2 separate regions of the Oryzias latipes genome follow, and region 2 is linked to region 1. A link is a contact called in public Hi-C data. All regions are on one chromosome and are shown on one strand. Each heading gives the region's core, a stretch centred on a gene start, on an enhancer-like site or on the middle of the called end of the contact. The rest is flanking DNA. Distances are from core to core; before and after follow the strand shown.

Region 1 (7,131 bases), core at 1,405-3,904:
AACTGAACTCTCCAATGGTTTGGTTTAATCCTTGTGCTATCCTATGACCCCACCCCTACATTGACATGTTATTCCTACCATGACAAAGCTGGATAAAGGTGAAGAGGATTTCATGTAATCCATGGAAACCAGTGAAGATCACAAATTATTGAAAAAAATTGTTCAGCGCACTGTCTAGTGGGGTCTAGATGACCCAACTCCCAATGTGAAGGGCATCGGATAACACAAGGGTTAAAATCTGGCTTCTTCCGCCACCTGCTGGCAAGGGTGTTACATTACAACCACCACAACTATTTTTTTTTACCACAAATTTTTTAGTTTTAATGTAGCTATTATATTTTTACTGTTTATAAAAAAAATACACAAGCCAGTGTAGTGTGAAATTACGACGGAGTATTAGGGCCACCAAAAAAACCAAAGTAAAATTACGAGTTTTTATCTCGTAAATTTAGGAGATAAAAACTCATAAATTTATGAGAAAAAACTCATAAATTTATGAGAAAAAACTCGTAAATTTACAAGATTTTAAGTCGTTAATTTATGAGAAAAAAACTCGTAAAATTACGATATTAAGTGGAAGTGAGCATGCAGAGCAGCAGGTGAACGCCGCGCAGCAACAGAGCAGACCGACTAAACTCAGTTGAACAGGTGAGCTGAATGAGCTTGAACGTTCCAAATATCTGGAAGTTCATTTGTTTGATTTACAATTTATTAAAGTTTTATTCATTGATGGGTGGTTTTGCAGGATCCCTGCAGCCCGATGAAGCCATCGGTGTCCCTGCAGCTGTCCACTTCAATCCTTTCTTCCTCCACCAAAAACAAGATCTCTACGTTTGTGTGACGCTTCCATCTGAGGAGGAGGATCACTTTTTTTGGCATTTTCAACGTTCTAATGCTAATATAATAGACTATTTTCGTTCAGCTTTGTTGTTTAATGATATAACGGGACGTTTACTTCCGCACTGGTGTTCGGATCTGATGACAGGTTCATGACGTTGTGTGACAGATGAACTTCAGGGTTTGTGAATGAAAAGGAGAATAAAAGCTGCAGCGATCCTTTGCACCAAAACGTGTCTCTGAGCTCCTTATTTTACATATGAAACTCCGCTTTACTGACAATGAACCCCGGAAAGCCGCCTCTACTGACAATAATCTGATTTTGAGTCGCCAAAGGTTCAGAATCTCTTTGTTTTAAACCTATAATAATCCGGAAATAAAGCTTCACAAAAGGCTCCACATCTTTCATCTTCAAGCGATGCTCCGATAAACGGACAACTTCGGTGTTTTCTCCTTGTTAATCTATGACTTTTTTCTCGTAAATTTACGAGAAAAAAAGTCGTAATTTTCCTTGGTGGCCCTAAAAACTCCGTCGTATGAAATAAATATATGAAGTAATGTAATTTCCCCCCCAAAAAAATGTCATTAATAAAGGTAATGGGAAAAAAATTAAGAATTGCAGTCAGAGTTAGTCCCATAAAATCCTAAATACAATTTATCTTACTCCTCGCTTTCAACATGTTATTCCTTATCCTAATCCCTTCGAGTGATAGGGGTGTGGACTTCCAACAAGCGCACTCCTGATTAGCGAAAGTGGTTTCCATAGAAACGTCTCAGATTGGTTCGGACCAATCACTGCTTACTGACCTTGTTTTGCTACATCATGGTGGCAACGGTACAGCATAAAATTGCCAACTGAATTGATTTCATTGGTTGAAGCCAGAAGTAAACCATTTTCTGTGGGTGACATCACACTCTCTATCCAGTCCTCGTGTACAGTCAATGGGTACATCAGAGGACACAGGCGGGGCTAACAGCAGACGCTGTTTTGGAGCAGAAATGACCACCAAGTGGTGCTCGAGCGGGGGTCGTCTGCAGCTCATCAAAAGAAGGGGCAGCAGTTTAACCCTTGTGCTATCCTAGGAACTTTAAGATTAGGAGTTGGGTCATCTAGACCCAGTAGACAGTGCTCTGAACCTTTTTTCTTCAATGACTTGTGATCTTCACTGGTGTCCATGGATTACATGAAATCTTTCCACCTTTATCCACTTTTGTCATGGTAGGGAGAACATGTCAATGTAAGGGTGGGGTCATCTAAGATAGCACAAGGGTTAGGTCAGTTGGTAGAGCAGCTCGTCCAACAAACGAAGGGTTGGCGGATTGAACCTGTGCAGGTCACCGCTCCCCTCAGCGGATGGGTCAAAATGCTGAGTGGAACTTTCCCATTGTGGGATAAATAAAGTATAAATGTAATATGTAAAATGAACCAACTGTATCTCAACCCAAATAGTATTTTTCAATTGATATAATCGATTTATTTCATTTTAAAACCATTTTTTAATGGTATTCGATTAGTAGCTTGCCACAGACATCGATCTGGTTGGATTGTAGGAAAACAAATCGAGTTATCGGTTTTCTTATGGTTGACAGAATGTGCGGTCTTCCTTTTGCCTCTTGGGGGCGCCACATATACAGTTTCTTTTTTTCTTGTTTTTAAAGCTTCATTTTAGTCCCAAATTAAAATAAGAAGCTTTTTGTGCGCCGATGACTTAATCAAAACTAAAACTGTTCCGTTTGTGTTTTCTTTGCTGCAGATCAGGAGGACAACCTTCTTCTCTGGCGGTTTTTCTGGTTTGTGGGTCAGCTCCTGACTCAGGTATTGCGCGGTGATTATCGTCATAACCTTCAGGTGAGCGGCTGGATGACTCCTCCACGGAGGATCCGCGCACAAGGAGCAAGTCAGAACAGGCCGCGGATGATGAGCAGCGCAGCAGAGGCGCGTCTTCCCAGGCCTCCTCCTCCTCCTCCTCCCCGCTGACGGAGCGCGTCTTCGCCCCGGTTGCTCCACCTCCACCCCCAACTTGAAACTCACCAGCGTGAAGCCAAGAAAGAGGCAGACGGAGCCGAGGAGCACAGCGGAGACGATGGCGGAGAACAAGACGGGTCCGAACCTGCAGGCTGGAGCTGGATTCCTGGCCAAACGGGTCCAGAAGTCCTTCAATCGCGCTCAGGAGAAGGTGACAAACTCTAACTGCTCGTTTTGTTCTGGTTAATCATCGGGTTGGCCAAATCACAAGAGGAAACTTCAAACGTATGATCTTTTTTTTCCAGACACAAAATCAAAAAGTGTCATTTTTTTCAGTTAGTTTAATTCTGTGCGTAAAGAAAAATCACATCAATCCACTAAAATATCCTTACTGAGGGCAAAAACTATATTTTAACCATACATTCTTGATTAATGTCCTGCATTTAGACTCATTTGGTTTTGACAGAATCGAACCCTGAACTTTCTTTCTGCAGAAGCATGGGTTTGTGCTGCAGCTGTGTGGACAAACAAGAGCTGCTACTTCCTGCCTCCACTTCCTCTTTCCTTTACATTCACTTTATGGTTGACTTGGCTATTATTTCACTGCTCCACCTCAAAACGGAAACTAACCTAATTTTGCAAAAGTAGTTTCATTTAAAGTCCATAATCTTGTGTGGGGATGCCCAACTTTGTCTGTCTGGATTGTCAGATAATTTCCCCCAGTTTGAGTTGGTTATTTTGATTTTTTTCAACATATGTTTAGTTGTTGTGAAAGCTTCAAGACCCACTCCAATCATATTTTGATCAAAGTGTTTCCAGTGGTCTTTAAAGTATGATTATGCCGTTTTTTCTACCAAAATGATAGAACCTGTGTCGTTTTCTAGGCCATAGTTTCTGCAGAACAGATTGGAGCAACTCCGCCCTCTCTTGCCATCATCTTTAACTATCTTAGATGACCCCACCCTTGCATTGACGTGTTCTCCCTACCATGACAAAGGTGGATAAAGGTGGAAAGATTTCATGTAATCCATGGACACCAGTGAAGATCACAAATCATTGAAGAAAAAAGGTTCAGAACACTGTCTAGTGGGTCTAGATGACCCAACTCCCAATGGTAAAGTGCCTAGGATAGCACAAGGGTTACCGAGAGCTGTCTGTTTACATGCTCTCTTGCTAGCTTACACACCCTTACCTAACACTACTGCTTCAACTTAAACGGTGAGCAACAATTGAGCTATCTAGTTGTACAGTTCTGAACCAGATGTTAAGACGAGGAAAACAGAAGACGGTCATGGATCTAGTCGTCTACAAGTGGATGCATCAGAACGAGGGTGAAGCAAGGAGACTTTGGAGTAGACGTCGTATTTTCTACGTCACAAATGTGCTCTTTTTCATAACGTTGTGTTTCTTAAAGGCATTGTGTATTTATCTATCTTTTTAACTGTTCAGTGCTGTTATTATTATTATTGCACCACAGCATTTGAGGACTTATCTCGACACGGAAAGGTCCCAGCTGGGATTCGAATCTTATCTTCTGCTTCTTCCTGTGACGTTTTGGGCAAACATCGCAAATGAAAGGAGAGGCAGTTTATAAGGCCATAAGATCTGAATCCCTATTTACTCTTCTGTAGATGTTTTGGTATCAGTGTTTAATGGTAGAAATTATTATTTAATATATATTGGAAAAAAACATAATTTTTTTCTGTGTCCCCCCCCCCCCCCCCATGTAGAAATCATGCATTATTATTATTTTAAATGCTCTCACTATAAAGGATGCCAGTAAGGATAATACACAAGACAAATAAACCACTGCCAATAAGAAGGTCAGCTGAGTGCAGTCATGTGTGTTTGTGTTTAAACATGGAGTGGAACTCATGGATTCAGGAGGGATTAACACAGTTTTGCCATTATTTTATGATCATTTAGCACAAATCCCCCTTTAATTTTTTTTCCTCCATTTTTGGACTTTTATTGATTGATTTATTTAGGGTTGACATGTGACTATAGAACCAGCAATGATCCAGAAACATCTTATTTCTTGCAAGAATAATTCTCTTATGCTTCAAATAATGGAAGATAAACTCTGAGGAAGGAATTTGTGACTTCTATTTTGTAAATAAAATTGTTTTATTTATAGCTTTTCCAAAAAATAGTAAGCTGTTAAAACAGTGATGGACTAAATTGTAAGAAAAACCTGTAAACAGCAATTTTGTTTGCAGTTATTCTTATCTATTTAAAAAAAAATAATGAAGTTGGAACATTTTTTTTCATTGAATTTTTTATACCTAAAATACTTGCAAATATTTTGCAAATAAAGTCTTGGAAACCAGATTTGTTTTGCTTCTGTTAGAAAAATTACAACAACAACAAAAGTTATAAAAATGAAAACTTCTGAGTTAAAATGTGAACATTTATTTTCATTATAAAGTGAGTTAGTGGCCCAAAGGCACGTTTCGAGACTTTAAGCAGTTCTCTCTAATAACTTTATAGCTTGTATACCAGAAACAAAGGTTTCCCTTCCTGCCTTTTGTGCCATTAATTTTATGCAGGCATTTTATTCTGCTAGCTTTTTATATTGGTAGATCCACTTCCACACAGAATATCAACAGATTAGGAGTGACTCATAGTCTAGTTTGATAAATGCACATACATTTTGGCATTATTTGGACATCTGTTGGCCCTTTGGTTTGAACATTTTTTAGATTTTTTTTTTTTTTTTTTGCTGTATTAGGTCTGCTCATGTTTACATGCCATCACTGCAGTCTCTAGCACTCACTTCTGTTTTTCTCATCCCTCTCCTGTCCTTTCTTCACTCAACCAGTTCTGGCAGATAAGACGGCTTAGTCTGTTTCTGCTGGAGGTTACAGAGTAGTCATAACTCGATGATTTCCCAGTGCATTCTTTTAGGGGTGGCTAACTGTTAACTCTTTAGCTATCTTTACAACACAGTTAGATACTTTTAGTTGATTACAATTAACATTAAATTATGTTTTATGCGCCTGGAGATGACCGTAGTTGGAGGAATTGCACCTTATAAACAGAATCTCGTTTAAAATTGGACTTAAGATATTATATTTCTTACAGACAAAATTGTGTTTTTGGTGTTTTCACATGTACTTGTGGAATTTTTTAGATGATTCAGAACATGTATAAAGAACATTTAGCTAAAAATGGCATTTCTGACTTTCCATATTCAAATTGTTGTTAATCAGGAGCAGACTAAACATGCTTCTTGAAAAGGATAGTTTTTGTTATGTAGCAGCTACAATTGGCAGGCTTATTTGACTCATTCTGACCAAATCCGTGTAGGTCTTCAGTTTCCTCGTCCGAGTTGGCTGAATGCTAGTGGGAGAGCATGTAACAGAGAGCTCTCAGCAATGGGAAAGGAGAAGGGGAGCAGGTTTGTTCCTTGCCAACAGTCCCACCCACATCTCAGAGATGAATATCTGTCAGGGAGGGGCATCGCGGGGAGCATGTTACATGTTTGCCTATATTACCCTGCTGTGGAATATTCAAATTGCCTTGACATGCCTGAACCAGGTAATCAGTAATGATTAGGGCTTGGATATCTGGAAATCATACAGACACTGGCCCTCGAGGCCTGGATTTGCCCAGCCGTATGTCCTAGAAAGCAACACAGGTTTTTAGATTTTTGGCCTAAAACGGCCAAACCGAGAACGCTTTTACAAAAAAAAAAATATGATCAGAGTGGAACTTTAAAAAAAATAGTCAATTCTTCCAAAAACTGAAACAGTTAATACATAAAAAATCAAAGATGAACAGGAACAACTTGAACAATCATCAATTTTTCTGTTGATGACCTGCTAAAGCCTAGAACTATCAGACATATATGTTTGTGGTGACTCACTAGGCTACCCCATGTGTTCTGCTGAGAGAAACCACTCAACACTTTCGCTTATGATGAAAAAAACAGAGATGTTGATTGAGTTTGGAGCATGTAGAGGTCATGCAGATGGCCTCTTGTTTAGAAAGTCTGTTGTGTGTGAAAACACACTGGGCTTCATGAGGCGGCGTAAGTCTTCGCTGTTTGTCTGCTTTGTGTCATTTCAGTTCTGCTAGAAAACTGCAGTGACCTCTTTTTTGAGTTGCATTCCTCAAGGTTTACAAGCTGTCTATCTTTTGACAAACCTCCGGAATTTTTCCCATGATCCCCTTGGGGCGTCATGTTAACTGAATTGCTTGACTGTACGTGAGAACTGGACTGAGTGAGTGTGGCGTTACCCTTAGAAAGTGACTTGTTCCTGGTTCCAACCAAATGGAAGTCAATTCAGTCACCATTTTTTTCGTGATACGGACTTTGCCATGTT
Region 2 (7,131 bases), core at 1,863-4,362, 260 kb after region 1:
GAACGTGTGATTCACGTTTGCTTATTTGATTTGTTAAACGGTAAATGGCATTCACCTGTACCACACTTTACAGTTACAGTCCCATTCACACACTGATGGCTTCCCTAGAGGTAAGGTGGGGTTCAGTGACTTGCCCGAAGACACTTCAAATGTGAATATCGAAACCGTAAACTTCCGATCAGAGGTCGACCGCCCTCCTAAATACTTCAAGCTGCCATAAGATTGTTTTAGCACAGCTGGTTTGTTACATGTCAAGTTTAGAATTTAAAAAGAAAAATTACAAGTCTGCTTTGGCAACATAAGCACACATGCAGTCGATGGCTGAGGACACAACTGTGATTCAAAAAGGAAGGAATGATAGAAAGCTACTTGTTAAAGACCTGAAAATGGTGTTTGTAACAAGTTATTGTGGCATTATTCTGATGATGAGGACATACATTTAAAAAAAAATGGATAAAAATTGCATTTCTGAGAATTTCTTTACTTAAATCATTATGTATCAGGCAGGATTAGACAAAAAGTTATGCTTGAAAATGATTGTTACGTAGTATTACGTATTATGTAGAAAAATACACTGCAGTGCTCCATTCTAATGCATTCACTTGTAGACGACTAGATCCATACACGGCTTTGTTTTCCTCATCTGAGCTGGTTTCTGGCTCAAAATTGTGCAGCTAGACAGCTCCAATATTGCTTGCTGTTTTTGTTGCTCTTGTAATGTTGGATAGGGGTTGTGAGACGTAAGCTAGTGGGAGTGTAGAGGGGAGGGAAAGGTGAGGCAGTATTGCTGCGCCCCAATAATCCCACTAACAACTCGGATCAAATTTCTAATGAACTTCTGCCGCTCTGGAGAAACTATGTCCTAGAAAACGACACGTTTTTTTGATTTTGGCGATAACTGGATAATCATCATTAACAGACCACTAGGAGCCTTTTCACAACAGATCAAAAGATTGGAGTGGGAATTTGAAAATGCCAGCAGACTGTTTAATTACTCAACAAAAAATATAAGTCATTCAAATTTATTTTTATTAATGATAAGTGAAATTGATTAAACCCCAATTCAGACTAGGGATCACAATATTTGACCAGGAAGCAAATGGGATGTGATCTATTCAATCATTAATGCTTCAAATCGCCTTGAGTCGCTGCAGACGACATTACTCAAAGGAGCCACAGAATTTGTGCCTCTTCTCCACAAGTCACTGTACGTCGTCAGCGCTAAGCCACTGCAGAGCTCTGCAGCACAGAGTGGGGGTGGGGAGCCAAAGGCAGACCAGGGGACACTCAGCTGAAGGCTTACAAAAGCAGGGGAACACGCAGAGACATTCAGCTGCAAGACCCCCTATAGCCAGCTTCTATAACATGAAGCATATATAATTTAAGATGACACATTATCGTACAGAAATGCATTTACTATTACGGAGTATTTTACCAACTATTACTGCCTGAAATGTTTATGAGTGCAGACCAGTGAGTGCTCTTTGACAGATTAATGAGACTTGAATAATGTGACTTCCTACAGGAAGCTACTGGAATTAACACACAACCTAATGGCTGTGGACTGCCTTCTTGCCAGCACGTTCAGCTGAGACATTTTTTCACCGTACCTTTAGCCAGCCTTTAATTTCTTAGCTTTTTAAAAACTAAAATAAACCTATATAAAGGACTGAGCCTTAATTACACTTCTGGTTATAGCGTTTTCTTTTAATGCTGCAAATGTTGATTCAACAAAAACTCAAAGATACTGTTATAAACTTAATTTCAAAATAACAAATATAATGTAGAATAAAGAAAATGGGATAAGTACCTTTAAGTAGAGTAAATAATCTTGGTAAGTGAATAGGGAGACATTTACACTAGAACTTTATGACAAATAGCTATTTTAAATTGGGACAATGATTAAAAATTGTGAGTGAAAAATGACATTATTTTTTAATAATTTTGTATTAAACTCCCCGTAACAGCCAGTTTTTCAATAAATTTAAATGCCTTGATAAATCGGTGCTAAAGACCACACCAGGCTACCGACAAGCGTCTGCTTCCAGCCTTAATCCAGACATTTGTGGGTTAAGACATCCAAGTCCAGTAGTAATCCAGCTAGGTTCATTCATGTGGAACTTGAAGCATTAGTAGATCATGGGAGCATTAATGCTTTTAATTTGTAAAATACTGTCACTGAATGGTAAACAACATCCTCTGAAATAAAACTATAAAAATGGCAGCATTTAAATTAATTTATTCTGTGTAGAACCATATAAAATTCTTATTTTAAAGTCAATAGCTTGTCATAAAAAAATTCAAATGATCACAAGTGGGGGATATATAATTGTTTGTTCCATTCTCCCCAATAAAGTATTGATCATTTCTCCGGGTCAACAAACGTCACAGACAGAGCAGCCTGGAGGCTGGTGGTTCGTATTAAACCTTGCTTGGCCCCCACCAGGGCCCAATCCTCGGCCTCAATTTGGCCTATTTCCTGCCGGCTGCGGAAACCACAATAAAAATTAAAAATAAATAACGGCGACTGCTCCATCTAAACTCAATACCGTTCTCCAACTCCTCCACTGGAACTTAACATGTCCTTGATTGGGACCGACAGGCAGCTGAGATTCATTGACCGTCTCATGTTTGATTTTGCTCTCAAACTAACTGACCGCGTCAGGCCAGAGTAACAACTAAATTAGTTGTGACTATCATTTTAAGCCAGTAAAAGACATTTTAATTTGCTGGGGTATAAGCAGTTCATACAAATGAGAAGTATATTAACTTATGACACGATAACCTGATTGTTATTTCTACAACTAGCCAGAGATGGTCTTTCCCAATTAGCTTCCTGCTAAGCGGTACCGCTAACCTTAGCGGATGCTGAATGACACAATTAGGTGATTTTAGCCAACATCACCTATAAACTCTAATACACTGTGATGTTGGTCTTAATACAAACCACGGAAACGACATAAAAATACAAATAATTCCCCCTACCGTGTTTTATGTTTGGGTTTCAATACCGGGCGTTGTCGGCTCCGTACTAGGGGCTTCCCAGGCATCAAAACAGGGAGCGGTTGCGTACAACGTCATCACGTCGAATGGCCACATTCAGACTAAACTTGAAAGTGCTCGTAATTTTAGAAACGGGTGTAAATTAAAACTCTCAAATACGATTTAAAAATTGTTCTAACTTAACGTACGATGCATTTAATCACTGCAGTGAATTTAATAATAATCACTATACAGAATTATTTATATAATATATTTATATTATATATATATATATATATATATATATATATATATATATATATATATATATATATATATATATATATATATATATCACAAAAATTAATGAAGGCTAGCACAAACTACATATCTGTATACATCTTTCATTTAGTTATTTGTCGCTTTTTGATGAACTTCATTCTTTGGATTCCAAATTTGACCTAAATGCCGGTTGTACTAATGCTGTGCGCCACTAGATGGCAGTACGAGCCGTGACCCAGATATTACAATACAGTTAAATTTTAGATAAACACACAGAAAACATTTCTGGAAAAAAACAAAGCCATTTATTCTCAAAGGTTGTAGAGAAACTCACATTTATGCATAAAATCGTAAGCAGTTAACAGAAAAAAAAGACAGGATCTGCAGTCGTCACTGGTGTCACTAGGTAGAGACACTCTGCAGCAAGGTGATGTTGTCGCCCTTTAACATAACCCGACCTGTGAAACAAGGAAAGAAATTTATCTTGACATTTTAAAAACTGACATTCCTGAGTGTATAACAAATAAATACTGACTGGAAAAATATTTCTATGTTTTCCTCAAACAAATATTTTGTTACAGCAGTTCTAGAAACAAAAGCTAACAGTACATGTTAATAAATACAAAGAATATTCAAATTTTTCATTGTAAAATAAATAAATAAAGCTGTTCTAATAACTGCTAAGATCAAAAAATAGTAACTGAAATTTAACAAATTAAACAAGCTAAAGAGTCTTACCCAGTGGCTTTCTGTTCTTGGTCTTCATGTGGACCTCCTCAGCATCATCTAGAACCAGGTTCATGTACTCATCAAAGCCCTGGAAAATAAAATAAAAAGGAAATAATCAATTAACTACTTTCATAACTGAAGCTGTTTGGATTCATTTAAATTCAGGCTCTCAAGGTTTTTCCCCCCCAAGAAAACGGCACAGGTTGTTTGTTTTTATTTCGGCTAAAAACAGCATAATCATAGTTAAAAGATCACCGAGAATGTTCTGAAAATAGATTAAAGTGTCAAGAGTGTAGGACCGGCAATTTCAATTGGTCTCCTAATTCATGCTTAGTTTGTCATTATGCTGTTCTCATTGATCATTTACCTACTGTATTGTGAGTCTGAACCAGTGTGTGTTTTTTTTGTTGCCGTTTTCAAATACATTTTTAAATCAGCTGCAGAGTTCTGCTCTACTGGTAAGAAAGGTGCCCGCTGCAAAAGCAGCTAAAACAGAGCCCCAAAATAGTCGTAGAAAAAATTTCTGCAAAACAGTTTTAAGTTGATTATTGTGGATCTAACACCAGCCATTAAGAACTTTTACCAAGCTCCAATAAAAAAAATAACTAAAATGCTAGGTCAGTGGTTCTCAAACTTTCTCTTGTTCCCCCTTTTGGAGCGGAGAAGGAAAACCTGGAATCGTCGATCGTTTTTACAGTCTATACCAGTTTTAAAGTAACTGTGGCACACATTTGGAAAGTTAACAAACACTGTGAAAGTAAAATAAAGAGAAATCTTACAATGATGCAGCCTTCTATCCGCATGTTCACCTGCTCATAAAGCCACACCTGGATTCGTGAGCGCTGCAAAGCAAAGATGACACGAATCAGTATTTCAGTCACCACCGAGACAAAAGGTGAACCTGCAAGAGCCTTCAATACTCACGTTCTGAAGGTATCTGAAAATGAGGTTCTGATGAACAGAGTCAAGGAAATGACATGTCTAAACCGTTTCAATGTTACAGAAGATATTTCAAATAACATGAACTAGTCATTTCAATTTCAGTAGAGTGACACAAACTGTTTTGCACTTTAACCGGAGAGCTGAGATCCTGTTAAATACCAGTGAATGTCATACATTTCAATGTAAGCCAGTGAAAAAGGACTTCACAAACCAATTACATGACCGAAATGATGAAATAAAGCTATGGATGACGCAGAATTTGCTCGAAAGTCCCACTCAGATCATTTTGATCTATTTTTGAAGTATTATCGGCGGTCTTTTAACGTTAGTTATGCCTTTTACCAGCTTACAGAAATTCTGCAATTGTTCTAGAGTTTTACAGTTTACTATTTAACTTCTGCTGATGTATCCACGTTATAACGTAAACTGTAGGGCAACCATGTCAAAACAACTGAAGACACGCTTAAAAATGGATTTAAAACGGGTTCTGGCATTAGATTTTCTCTTATTTATTGACTTTGTTAGGGGTTTTTTTACGAGTCAAATTTTAATGGTATTCTTAATTTCTTTAACATCTTTTTTATTTTTTTATAGATGACATGTCACTTCATAATCAAGAAAAATAAGAAAACAGGTCTCACACACTCACAGGGACAAACTTGAGTTAAGTTAAAAACCAAATAAAAAACTACAAAATATGACCAATTGTTACAACAAATCAAAAGAACATTTAATTATCAGACCAAAGTAGTGCATTTAACTAATATTATTAGTTTAAGTCGTTAAGTGCAACATCTCGATTGTTGACTTCTTTTTTCACTAAAAGAAAACTCTGCCAAAGGTAAACGTGTCATTGTTTTCTTCTTTCCAATTAAACAAACGTATTTTTGTAAAATGTATAATAGTAAATTGATAACCCATCATATTGCTATGTACGTTTAGAAAATGCTAAAAATGTTTGTTTCAAATTCAATTTCTTTCGAAGTACAACGTCGTGCTTAAATTTGATCGATAAACAGAAAAATACGTGCTTCAATACTGAAATTAAAAAAAGTCAGTAAATATGCATTCCAATGTATTTAGAAAGTCATGTAGTACCTAGAAAAAAAAGGAATACAGTTTACCGATGAGCAAACACGAGAAATAACCGATTAGCATCGCTGCTAACAAATGCTAACAGCAAAGAAAGGATACAATGGGCTGCACCATAACCTTCTGCACCTTCTGTCCTTGTCCTCGGTAAGCCATTCTCTTCACACGCAAAAAAGACACGCAAGAAGTATTTCGTTAAAGAAATATTGCCTTTTACAATTGAATGATTTCAACGTTCAGCTCACGATGCCAAGTTGCCTTAATGGCGGGTTTCTTTCCGCATCCGGTTCCTGCACTGAAAGGTTTCCCTTCACCGAACAAGCGCCACCTACAGGCAGGATGTCAATACTGCACAATTTGATATTTGGTCAAAAATTACGTTCAGTGTGAAATCCTTCAAATATGCAGACTAATTATGACTTATAAAAAGTATGAAAACACATCTGGTACCAATTAAAAGGCTAAATTTAATAATTAAGTTGTTTTTGAGTCACCATATTTTTTGTCAACGTCTGTTTCAGTACATATTTATTTCTTAATCCTGAAGGGAAAAATACAAAGGTTTTGCTTCGACTTTTTTCTTGTACATTTTCAGTAATCGTTTATTTTTGCTTGGATTAATTTCAGTGATTAACACAAGTACCAATAATATTTGAACAGCTTTCATATAGCAGAAAAGAAGGTTTAAATATTGATACATCAACTAGTTTGGATATAGCGTCATTTACTTCATAGATGTTCAATTGTTGGATGTATATAGTCTAATTTATCATTTAGATTTTTATTTTTTTATTTTCCTATTACACATAATATTAACAAGCATACAGATATGTAATTACTGTAGTTGTTTTTGCAACACAAATTCAATAAGTGAAAATTGTTGATAATTTTTGTAATTTTTCCATAATTGTTCAAACTTTTTATTATTATTATTTTCTTACAAGTAATTTTGTTTTCAATATTAGAGTTTAATTTTGTAAACTATTTCCTAAACATTTATCTTGACCAGGTTCTACTGTCACAGCAGTGACCTATTTTATCCAAAAGAGGGCAGCAGAGAAAAACAAAAACATAAGAAACAACTCGAGCCCAAGATGAACATTA

Evidence for each region. Hi-C and Micro-C count contacts between places; a contact is called where the count stands out from the background.
Region 2: a contact with region 1 is called in a Hi-C map of embryo, with 2.4 times the contacts expected there. The contact joins the promoter of LOC101172972 here to the promoter of LOC101170087 in region 1. A contact is called at or near these places in 3 of 5 Hi-C or Micro-C datasets (embryo and fibroblasts).

What each region holds. Positions count from the first base shown.
Region 1 is chr5:23,365,582-23,372,712 of ASM223467v1, forward strand. It overlaps LOC101170087 (bridging integrator 2), which reads left to right and starts at 2,655. Exons shown (of 12, transcript XM_011475301.3): 1 at 2,655-3,014. The coding sequence starts at 2,922.
Region 2 is chr5:23,625,702-23,632,832 of ASM223467v1, forward strand. LOC101172972 (cell division control protein 42 homolog) reads right to left here and starts at 3,113. Exons shown (of 6, transcript XM_023955110.1): 1 at 2,986-3,113. snrpe (small nuclear ribonucleoprotein E) reads right to left here and starts at 6,352. Exons shown (of 5, transcript XM_004069041.3): 1 at 6,130-6,352; 2 at 4,918-4,944; 3 at 4,773-4,835; 4 at 4,003-4,081; 5 at 3,547-3,722. The coding sequence starts at 6,183. The coding sequence ends at 3,667.